3 separate regions of the Mus musculus genome follow, and regions 1 and 2 are each linked to region 3. The links are chromatin contacts, called in public HiChIP or PLAC-seq maps. All regions are on one chromosome and are shown on one strand. The core of a region is the stretch at or near the end of the contact, and the rest is flanking DNA. Distances in the headings are between cores, read along the strand shown. Region 1 overlaps Hivep2 (human immunodeficiency virus type I enhancer binding protein 2). Region 2 overlaps Hivep2 (human immunodeficiency virus type I enhancer binding protein 2). Region 3 overlaps Aig1 (androgen-induced 1).

Region 1 (3,336 bases), core at 180-2,679, 190 kb after region 3:
AGGAAAGTGGTGAAGAGCTTACCAGTAGAGAAAGGTGTCACCTTTGCTGTTCCAGAGAAGTCAGATACTTCTAAAACAAAAGCCCGCAATGCTCTGTCAGAGTGACAGTCTTGTTGCTAAGAGCCCTTTGCTAGTCGTGTAGGCAGGGCAGCCAGTAACATCAGGTACTGAGATCAACTCTATCACAGATCCCTTCTGTGTGGCTGATAAATTTGCATGACAACAGTGGAAATCTGCATTATTCGGAGAATCGCCAAGTAAGGCTAACAAGGAGGAGGACATAGCAAGCAGGCGAGGTGTTCAAATCCTGAGGCTGAATTTTAGGGTCTGTGATAGCCAGTTTCCTTCATTGTTCGCCGTAGGAAACTTGGAGGGGAACATTTTTAGATATTCAGATAGAAAATATGTCAAAATCCAGCCTTTTCTGATCTGCAAGCTGCACATATGTTTGAGTAGGATGGGAAAGGAACAAATAACTTGAATTATTATTATAATTGTGATACACGTAAAAAGATATTTTTCTCCTCATAAAACAACAACAACAACAACAACAACCTAACAATCCAGGCTTTATGCCATCATTAATATTTTGTCACTTGCTTGGTTAAGATCTCATCATTTCTTATTTTCATGCACCCATTTGTTGAACAGTGGTCATGCTCATGAGCTATTAATCTTAATGAGCACATAAATGTTCCACATGTAGCAGGTGTATGTAACACACACCATAATTATTCCTATAAATGATCCAACCACTTCTGAACAATTATAACCGCAAAGACAGGGAGCAGAATGTCAGCTTCTGTGGTGTACCTTGTTATTAAGTTTTATTCCACTTAAAAGCATGTTTTCCAGAGACAAAAGATTCACAACTGCAGTTTGTACTATTTTCCTACCTTCAGTTGAGGAAACAGCCATGACTATGGATCTCCTGTGGCGACTATGTATCTCCTGTGGTGACTATGTATCTCCTGTGGTGACAATGTATCTCTGGACTGCTTGAGTCTAATGTTCTTAGGCCATGTGTGTTATAAGCAGAAATTGTGCTTTGAAAGTTGTGAGTAGAATTAACAATGCTGTGGCATTTTGTGAGATGGCTGGTTGGTACTGTTTGATGCTTAGAAAGAGATGCTAAAACTTACTAAACAGCTTGTTACGGTGGGAGCATGTTTAAAGCAACTATTCCTGGTTCTGTCTGTTGAACTTAAACTTCAGCCACTTACTGTGGCACATTGACTTCAGGTCTGTTGTAAGAAAGTCTAAATGTAGGCTGTTGAATAATCCCTTTGAGGGCCCTGTGACTATTTTTATGCCTGGATATGCGTCATCAGTGGGTATTTTCTCTGGTGACTCGCTTACATCAGGTCTCCTTCCATACATTCTCCCAGCGAGTGACTTATGATTGATGGGAGCCACGGCTGTTGTTTAGCTTTATCTGTGACCTCAGCGAGTGGACAACAGGAATTTCCAGGCTGTTAAATTCCCTGCATGCCTGAAGACAGGGGCTCACGGTGTTGATCAAGGCAGGTAGTGAGGGATATTATTCACCAGTGATGACGGGGGAGGGACAGAAGAAGAAGGGGGAGGGAGAAAGAGGGGAAGGGAGGGGAATTCCTTTTGTGAACAGCCGAATCCCTGGCTCAGCTCTTTCCTTAGCTCTTCGCTGTGGCTGCCTGTGGGGAAAGGTGCATTTCCGGACCGAGAAAGTGGATAGTTAGAACCCCCGCTGTGGGCAGCTGGGGGAGGAGGGTGGCAACTCTGGGTTGGATAGAGCTGCATAGGATTCTAATTAGTTAAGAGGTTGCCTTTCATATCTGCTGGAAAGATCCATGAGCAGCTGAATTGTTGTTGCTGTTGTTAGCCATGAATAAGAGCAGAGGTTCTAAATTTTAAGATGTTGAGTAGGCACAGTGATAAGAATTTTGTGTTTGAGTTTAGTTGGCTATCCATGTAGCACTGATTTTATTTTTTAACCTGCACCTTATTTTGACAAGCTATGGAGACCTGTGCATTTGTGTATATGTGTGGAGATGAATTATAACTAACACACAGGAATTTTTAATTTGCTTCCTTTCCCACTTTTTTTTTTCTTTCGAACGAATGTAAGATTACTAAACTGTAGCCAGATTGGCCCCAATATCTAAAACGCTGTGTGTGCTCTCCCCCAAATGGTCTGTCTGTCTGTCTCCACACCACTTCTTTCCTCCTCTTTATCTTCCTGTCTTTATCATTTCCTCCTGCTACTTGTTTGCAGAAGTGATTCCCAATTTCCTGTGGCGTGAAGGAAGGCGGGGCTTAAGCAGGTGGGTGGGGGTCACATGTGAGGCAGGGCACACTAGGCTGCCTCTGTGGGTGGCGATCTTTCTGGTGATGATTTTGGTTTCTTTAAATGCCAATTAGACAAAATGTAAACACTCTTTTTACTGAAATGCAATTATAACATTTACTCATTTAGGTAGAATTACTTTTCTGGTCTTTTAAGACGATTTCCACTATGAAAAGAAATTACTGATTTTGCTTACCAATTTTGTTATTTCCCCCACACACCCCTTCCAAAATCAGGGCATTTTCTCTTAATGTAGCATTACCAGTCTTACTGCAACAACTTTCTTGATAGTTTGCTTCCTAGGAACCAAATTAGGAGATAATCTCTGCCTCTGGTACCCTGAGAAAGAAGTGTGGGGTGAAGAAACTGTCTGGAAGTATTTTATTCATAGCTCTTTGGTTTCATTCTGTTCCATGAAGTGGGCATGGGACATTTTGTAATTATTTTTGTCTCTTCCTTTCACATGAGCCTTCCTAATGGCAAAAACCTATCACCTGCCAAGTCATGTTGTTTCAGTTTTGGTCATTTAAAATTCGAATGACTGTAGGAGAAAGAAAGAGAGGCAGGTGCCAGGCAAAGCTCACCTACCCAAACCCTTTCCTTTCCCTTTGAGAACTCGCTCCTTGGAGAAGCAGGGTGACTCACAAGCAAGCAATTTATCGCTTGAAACTTGTGAGAGATTGAAATTCAGAGCTAGGGGTTTTGAGTCATTGGTAATCGAATAAATTAAGCTTCCTTAATGCATCTGATTAGAAAGAAATCACTTAAACATGGGTGAAGCCCTCTTGGTTGATTCCATTGAAGTATCTCCCAGGTGTCACTGGCAACTCGATTTGCTTTTTGAGGAGTGACAGTGTGTGGAAAGATCCATCTGAGGGGTAGGATGCGTCTATTCTCCTGTGCTCTGTGGTGTAGGGGGTGTCCTAAGGAGGTATACAGTTCTCCCTTTCTTCAAAATGAATGTATGCTTTTATGTGGAGGAGTGGGAGCGCAGAACCAAACACGGAGGA
Region 2 (3,407 bases), core at 854-3,353, 210 kb after region 3:
AAGTGGATAAGTCATAAAATGTCATGAGTATACGTACAAGCAGTTAAAAAATTCCTGAGGCGGGCAGGAAGTTCTTCATATTTATCCACACAAAGGGCCTATTTCACAGTGTTTCTCTTCTTGGTTGTGATTAACATGAGTGGGCGTCACTCAGAATCAATATGTGTGTGTTTTGATTGAGACCTAGATTTTTTTTTTTTTTTACCCATTTTAAAGAAATACAGAAGATCTGAAGGGCTAGAACCCTTTTCCTTTAAAATAACTTAGAAGGCGAAACCTGTTTTCACTTTCTCTAGTGCGTGTGTGTGTGATGTGTGTGTGTGTGTCTGTGTGTGTGTGTATGTCTCTGTGTATGTCTGTATGTGTTTATGCATGCACATGTCTGTGTGTGTGTGTGTGAGTGCATGCATGTAAGCATGCAAGTGTTTGCGTATGTGTGTGTGTGTCTTTGTGTGTATGTCTGTGTGTGTGTGTGTATGTCTGGGTGTGTGTGAGTATGCATGCACGTGGGCCAGAGGTTGACATTTCTCAACACTCTCCACCTTGATTTTTGAGATGGGGTTTCTCACTGAACCCAGTGTTTGTAGAGTAGGCTAGAGTAAGAGAATGAATGCGCTTGCTTCCATTTTTCCTCCATCCCAGTTCTAGAGTAGCCAAAATTGTGCTTGACGTCTTTTGCAGGCTCTGAAGATTCAAACTGGGACCTCCACTTTTCCTCACTCCTTCAAAACGAAGATTTTAATTTCCCCTGGAGTCCCCTGTCTTCATTGACTTTTAAAGAAAACATTTTAAAAGTTTTAAAGAAAAACAGCTTCAAAGTCGCAATATTAGATCAAGGAGCTATAGGCAGAAATCTGTTCCTAATTGTGACTTTTTTCTTCCAGATTTAAAAAAAAAATAGATTGTGTACTTGACTAACTCCAAAGTTGTCAGTCAAAAGTGACTTTCCTGTCACAGATCATCCGGTGTTTGCTGAGCGGCTATTGCCGCATGCAACCTCTCAGAGCTCTTGGTCTGTGAGAAAGGCAGATGCAAAGGAACGCAGGATGAGGGATTCCAGAGACGTGGTGACCAGAATGTAGGCAGAGGAGGGGAGACACAGGTCATCGGAAGTCGGAGTGGGAGGCTGGAGGCCGGGCTGAGTGCTCAGGAAGTACTCACCCATTGCTTGCTGTTACCTAGGCTCAGCCTGGGGGGCTGCTGGCTTCAGTGATGCACACATTCTGTTGCACCCCTCCCCCACTCCCCCAGGAGGCAGACACAGATCATCCTTCTCATTCACGTGTGTGTGTGTGTGTGTGTGTGTGTGTGTGTGTGTGTGTGTGTATGTGTGTATGTGTGTGTGTGTGTGAGAGAGAGAGAGAGACAGACAGACAGACAGACAGACAGACAGGGATGCACAAATGCAGCTATGTGCTTCCGTGCACACACACGCCCCCTGTAAGTTTGTGGAGGGTCTGGGAGGAATTGACTTTAGAACAGGGTCTTGACTGAGGTGGTGGGGGTCAAGCAGAGCAGCCATGCTGTTTTGTACCTTAAACATGTCCTTAAACGTCCCTGGAAAAAGAAAGCAGCCTTTTCCAGTGAGGGAGAAGGACGCCTCTCCATGGTTATAAGTAGATGCTAGGTTGGCATTTCATACTTGCTTTTTTTTTTTAAAAATAGATTCGTAACTATTTTTTTAACCAGACTCTTAACTGTGGGATTTGCTTAGCAAACCTGAGTTGCAATTCCACTTGTAAGTGGTCTTCTCCCCCAAACTGCCATTTCTGGTGTCAGCTACAAGGACCTAGCACAGAGCTTGCAGCACCTCCCTAGCTCAGGCCCAGCTCCAAGGTCAGCTTTCTGAGTTGAGGCTGCGGGGAAGTTCATGCCGAATCCCCAAGTCCTGTCTCAGCCAAGGTGAGGCCTTGGCTAGGAATGGACAAACCCCACCTGACACACACAGACACACACACACACACACACACACACACACACACTACCCATGGTTAGGTGTTTACAGCATCTAATCTTCAGCAATTAAAGAGAAGAAGTGTGGGTGGGGTAAAAAATAGCAATACCCACATTGTGAAGTCTTTGAGAAAAACAGGAAACTAGTCTTTTTTAACCAGTGATGCCCAGAACTGGTTATTGCAAAGAGCTTGTTTTCCTAATGTGATGTGGTCAGCCCAGCTGTGGCAGAAGTTGAATTCTGCTCATTATGACGGGCGTCTGTGGATTCATTTAGCTGACAAACCTATAGACAGGCGAGCATAATTATCAGTGGTAACCTGGTCATTATGGCCGGATGGTGTTTGGGGAAACAATGTGCCCCAGTCCTGAAAGCCGGTGAGAACATATGAAATAAGAACATTTGACCGACCCAGAGTTATTTCCAGGAGTTGTAAACGAACCAGGCCTGTTTGTTGTAAAGGAGCTGATAGAGTTTCTGTCTTCATTATTTTATTTTATTTTATTTTAATTTTTAAGTTGACAGGCAGCACTGGGTGTTAGTATATATCATTTTGTGACTTGCTCATCAGCCCAAGCTTCATGTACAATGTTTTAAACTTCTCGTTGTTGGCACCCAGTGTCTGGTTTCAGTTAAATCAGTTGAGAATTAAAAGTGGGGTCAGAAATGACTTTCATCCTCCTCAAGGTCACATGGATTCCCTTGCCTTGGTGGGCAGTGCAGAAAGGAACGACCTTGGGGAACACGATTTAGGCAATTGTCAGCTAGACTTTTGGCCTTGAGGAAAGTGTAGGCTGCTTCAGAACCAAAGCAAAAGGAGAAATCCCCATGGTCTCCACTGCAGTCTTTCACTGGGTTAGTGTCAGACAGGCGGAGGAGGCTTCCCCTCTACTTCCTGCTGTGGGTTCTGGGTCACTGGGGAGCCCATCTCCACCAGCCCTCTCTGCAGACTGTTTCTCAGTGGCGGTGTCATCTCAGGGATGAAGGGGGGCTAGACTTTTTCAACTGCTTATTGTTTTGTTTTGGGTTTTTTTTTTTTTTTTTTTTTTTTTTTGGTTGCCAAGCCAAGCTTTGGGTCTGTGTAGTGGAGGCTTTACGCTTGCCTGTTTGTATCAGACTTTACAGTTGTCTCTTTAATAAGTAAGCTACTCGCCCTTCTCTTTTGTGAAGCCTGTTTTCAGTGCATGATCCAGGCAGCATGCCTGGGATTAGCAGTGCCCCCTCTCCAGCTGACTGCCCAGGCAGTTCCAAAAAAGGCAATCGTCCCTGCTATTGATTTCTGTGGAGCATCAGTCATGTTGGAGTTATTTACCACGAGAGAGGAGTAAGCGTCTTGCATCTGTCTCTTAGGTTTAACACAAGGGCACTGTACAGCAAGCCTGTCTCCATTCTGATCTAAGGAGATATTTTTTCCTCTCCTTGGAGGCAGCTTGGCCAGGGCAGTTAAGTGGAT
Region 3 (3,274 bases), core at 127-2,626:
CAGAGATAAGATTTTAAAGTATGCTACCTTAAAAGACCTGCCATCAGTCTGCCAAAACAGGGAATTTGAATAAATGATTCAAAATGAAAAGAAAACAAAAACAAAACAAAAAACAAAAAAAAGGACTCCACTACTTTCATTTTCATTCTTCTTAAGACATTCTTTTCCCTCCCCATTCTCTCTCTCTCTCTCTCTCTCTCTCTCTCTCTCTCTCTCACACACACACACACACACACACACACACATCCCTACATAGACTCAACAGGAAAATTTTTAATTATCTAAGTGGGGTAGGTATTATTTCACAGTTCACATTTGAGGTCTGTTTCTACTCACTGATGAGGTTTAGAAAATGCCAGGGGGGGGGGGGCAGATGAATGAGCCAAATGCAGGGAGACTGTCCTGTGTGTTCTAATCACTTGGACTTAGGCATTTGTCTGCCACAGGAGTGAGAGCTGGCGACAAAGAATTCAATTAATTAAACAGAAAAATCCACCCTGATTTGGAACAAATTTCTATTTTAGATGCTGAATTAAATGGCTAACTTAGGTTATTAGTACTTATGAAATCAAATCTTTCCACAGTACTGTAGAGGTGCTATGACCACTGTATACTACAGTTACCCGTTTTACTGTTCCCAAATCAATTACAAATGGAATCATTCACAACGGCCACACTTTCCTTGGGCCAGAGCATGGTGGGTGAGAACCAGGAAATAGAACAAACCAATAATTTGTCAATTTCCTGAACTAGGGTCAAAGTTGTGGATGTTGAGTGCAACCGGGCAGCATACCAAGACATAGCTAAACAAAACTTTAGAAGGGGCAGGAATATGATCCCTGGGTCCAATCTTACCTACTTTACACCAAAGGTAGATTAAGAAGTCTTCTGACTTCTTCAAGTGGAAATAATTTGCTAATGACCTATTTTTAAGCGATACAATTCTCCTTACCTTATAGAACTTGGCAAATACTTGAGCGAGGGGAAAAGGCATTCCCACATTGGCAGTGGGAAGTCTGTAGAAGTTTTGTATATGGTCCCTCACTTGAGCACAGAATAAGGCGATGAAAGTTCCTAGAAACATCTGTTTCCAGCTGTGAGCTCAGCCTCATAGCACACATGTTGTTAGCAGCGTAGGCTTTGGGGAGCTCCCTCAAACCCTGCTATTACTAGTCAACCAAAGCAGTAGTCATGCTCCAGTTTTACTCAGAATTTAAACTGGTTTCAGTTTCCATGACTTCCAGTCTATTGTTGCTGTATAAATAGCCAGAGCGGGCGCTTCGAAGATTGCCACAAGTGGAAATGAAGCAGAAGTGTGCAAAGCATCAGGTTCTGATCACCAGAGATGAGTCAGAGAACAACTCTATGCTTAGGGAATTTCTCAAGTCATATCGTAAGACTAAAGATGTCTGGATCTCTGTCAGCTCCCTGTCAGCCCTCACAGAGTGTGGGCGAGGCATTGATGACCACACCAGGGAGTGCTATTCTCTGTGACTGTTGGTCAACATCCAGTGTCCTGTGTGACCAATACCAGGGAGGATTCAAATGAGAGCTGCAATGAGATAGCATTTTCTCATCAAAATAGAGATACAAATAATTCTAACTCAGCCAGAAAGCTCATTGTGGGAATGCAACTCAGACAAACACTGTGAATAACAACAGAGATGTAATAGTGTAGAGATTGCCGTGCTCTCTTGATCTGGTGACTCAGTTTCCTAACAGCAGCGGTTCTCAACTTGTGGGTTGACACCCCACTGGGAATCAAATGACCCCTTCATGGAGGTCGCCTAGAACCACCGAAAAACACAGATATTTACACTATGACTCACGACAATAGCAAAGTTACAGTTATGAAGCAACACGACACACAATTTTATGATTGGGGGCTCACCCACCGTATTAAAGAGACACAGCATAGAAAGGCCGAGAAGCACTGCCCTAAAGAAACCTCGGTATGTGAGAAAGTCAGCGTCAGCTCGCACTGCTTTACCAGAGTTGAAGCAATGACATGTTGTTGTTGTTGTTTTTAAATAGTGGACTGAATAAACTATGCTCGACTTATGCAAGAAAACTCTCACCTCATAACAAAAAGGTTTCAATCTTTGCAACAAAAAAATAGTGAACTAAAAACAGAGGCAGGAAATGGCATATTTTGACACTATTAAAATAAATCATGAAACAAATATAAGGACATGGTACGGGCACGTGCAGTGAGCAGGAAGAAACACCCAGAGATCAATAACACTGAATTCAGACTGGAGGGCTGGCTTGGCCTTGAGACAATTTGCTGCCTGTCTACTCCTGAGGATCTGACGCCCTCTCTGGTCTCTGGGAGCACACACATGTGGTGTACACTCGAACAGGCACACACAAATAAAACTACATAAACAGCACTAAACTCAAGTACTTCTGGAAAAGAAGAGGCCATAAGAGGAACATAGGCGCTCCAGTTGTGTTGATAATATTTAACTTTCATAACTGATCACTGAGTAGGTTGAAACTCTATTATTTTCTCTATTGTGTTTCAGTTCATCTTTTTTCGTATCCTATGCTACTATTTCAATCCTTTCCCTGTAACTCAGCCCCTCTAATTTTAAGGGCCGGGTAATCAGTGCAGGGTTGGGTGAGCTCAAAAAACCTAGTGGTGCACTATGTGCAAAAATCCGACAGCATCATTTTTTTTTCTACAGGAAAAGAAAATAGAAATTTGGCTTGGTGCCAATGAAGCGTAAGTATCTGGAACTCACTCGTGTGTTTTATGTAACCCACAGAATAAGGAAATTCACCCGGGAGACAGGCGCAAGGAAGAAGGCCTAATTTAGATTTCCATCATACTTTCCATGCAGGAATTCGCTACTATTCTTCATGTAAAAGCTCTAGGATACAGTCAATGGTACACTTGGTGCCTTCAATTGATGAACTAACATAAAATATTTGGATTTTCATGTAAATATATGAGTCAGTCTTTTTCAGATACAGATGTGAAGGCTCTTATAACTATTAGTTACATAGATGAAGCATACCTTACTTACTCATATGAGAAATTCTCAGTCACAGTGAGAAAAATCTGAGCGTCACCATGGCACAGTGGGTAGTGACACCGTACGTGACGTCATCTGATGGGTCAATGTCAAAATGCAAATCTGCAGCATCATTTCTAAATCTAAAACCCTTCATCTGCGATACGTAAATGGTGTTTTATGAGCCAATCAATTAAGAATATTGTATAAGATTACTTTCCAAATAAGTGTACAAGGCACACAAAAACTGGATT

What was found. HiChIP or PLAC-seq counts read pairs in DNA pulled down with a chosen protein or histone mark.
Region 1: a contact with region 3 is called in a FOXA1 HiChIP or PLAC-seq map of pancreatic cancer cells. The contact joins two enhancer-like sites. A contact is called at or near these places in 2 of 484 Hi-C or Micro-C datasets (cortical neurons and muscle stem cells), 2 of 115 datasets of contacts at active chromatin or transcription factors (effector CD8 T cells and pancreatic cancer cells) and 2 of 9 other capture datasets (adipose tissue and liver).
Region 2: a BATF HiChIP or PLAC-seq map of CD8 T cells shows a contact between it and region 3, with 7 read pairs. The contact joins two enhancer-like sites. A contact is called at or near these places in 5 of 484 Hi-C or Micro-C datasets (the C2C12 cell line, Th1 cells, adipose-derived mesenchymal stem cells and 2 more), 2 of 115 datasets of contacts at active chromatin or transcription factors (CD8 T cells and memory CD8 T cells) and 1 of 9 other capture datasets (pancreatic islet).

The regions. Positions count from the first base shown.
Region 1 is chr10:14,016,587-14,019,922 of GRCm38.p6, forward strand. The region is part of intron 1 of Hivep2 (human immunodeficiency virus type I enhancer binding protein 2); the gene reads left to right. Among named protein-coding and RNA genes, the nearest start is that of Hivep2, 52 kb to the left of the region's middle. Within about 2 kb of position 1,430, at least 164 of the 459 cell types and tissues checked have an H3K27ac peak or open chromatin away from gene starts, as enhancers often do. A contact at or near this core is called in adipose tissue, cortical neurons, muscle stem cells and 1 more, where this site is marked.
Region 2 is chr10:14,043,113-14,046,519 of GRCm38.p6, forward strand. All of the region lies in intron 1 of Hivep2 (human immunodeficiency virus type I enhancer binding protein 2), which reads left to right. Among named protein-coding and RNA genes, the nearest start is that of Hivep2, 78 kb to the left of the region's middle. Within about 2 kb of position 2,104, at least 130 of the 459 cell types and tissues checked have an H3K27ac peak or open chromatin away from gene starts, as enhancers often do. A contact at or near this core is called in the C2C12 cell line, CD8 T cells, Th1 cells and 2 more, where this site is marked.
Region 3 is chr10:13,831,510-13,834,783 of GRCm38.p6, forward strand. The region is part of intron 1 of Aig1 (androgen-induced 1); the gene reads right to left. Among named protein-coding and RNA genes, the nearest start is that of Aig1, 36 kb to the right of the region's middle. Within about 2 kb of position 1,377, at least 108 of the 459 cell types and tissues checked have an H3K27ac peak or open chromatin away from gene starts, as enhancers often do. A contact at or near this core is called in the C2C12 cell line, CD8 T cells, Th1 cells and 5 more, where this site is marked.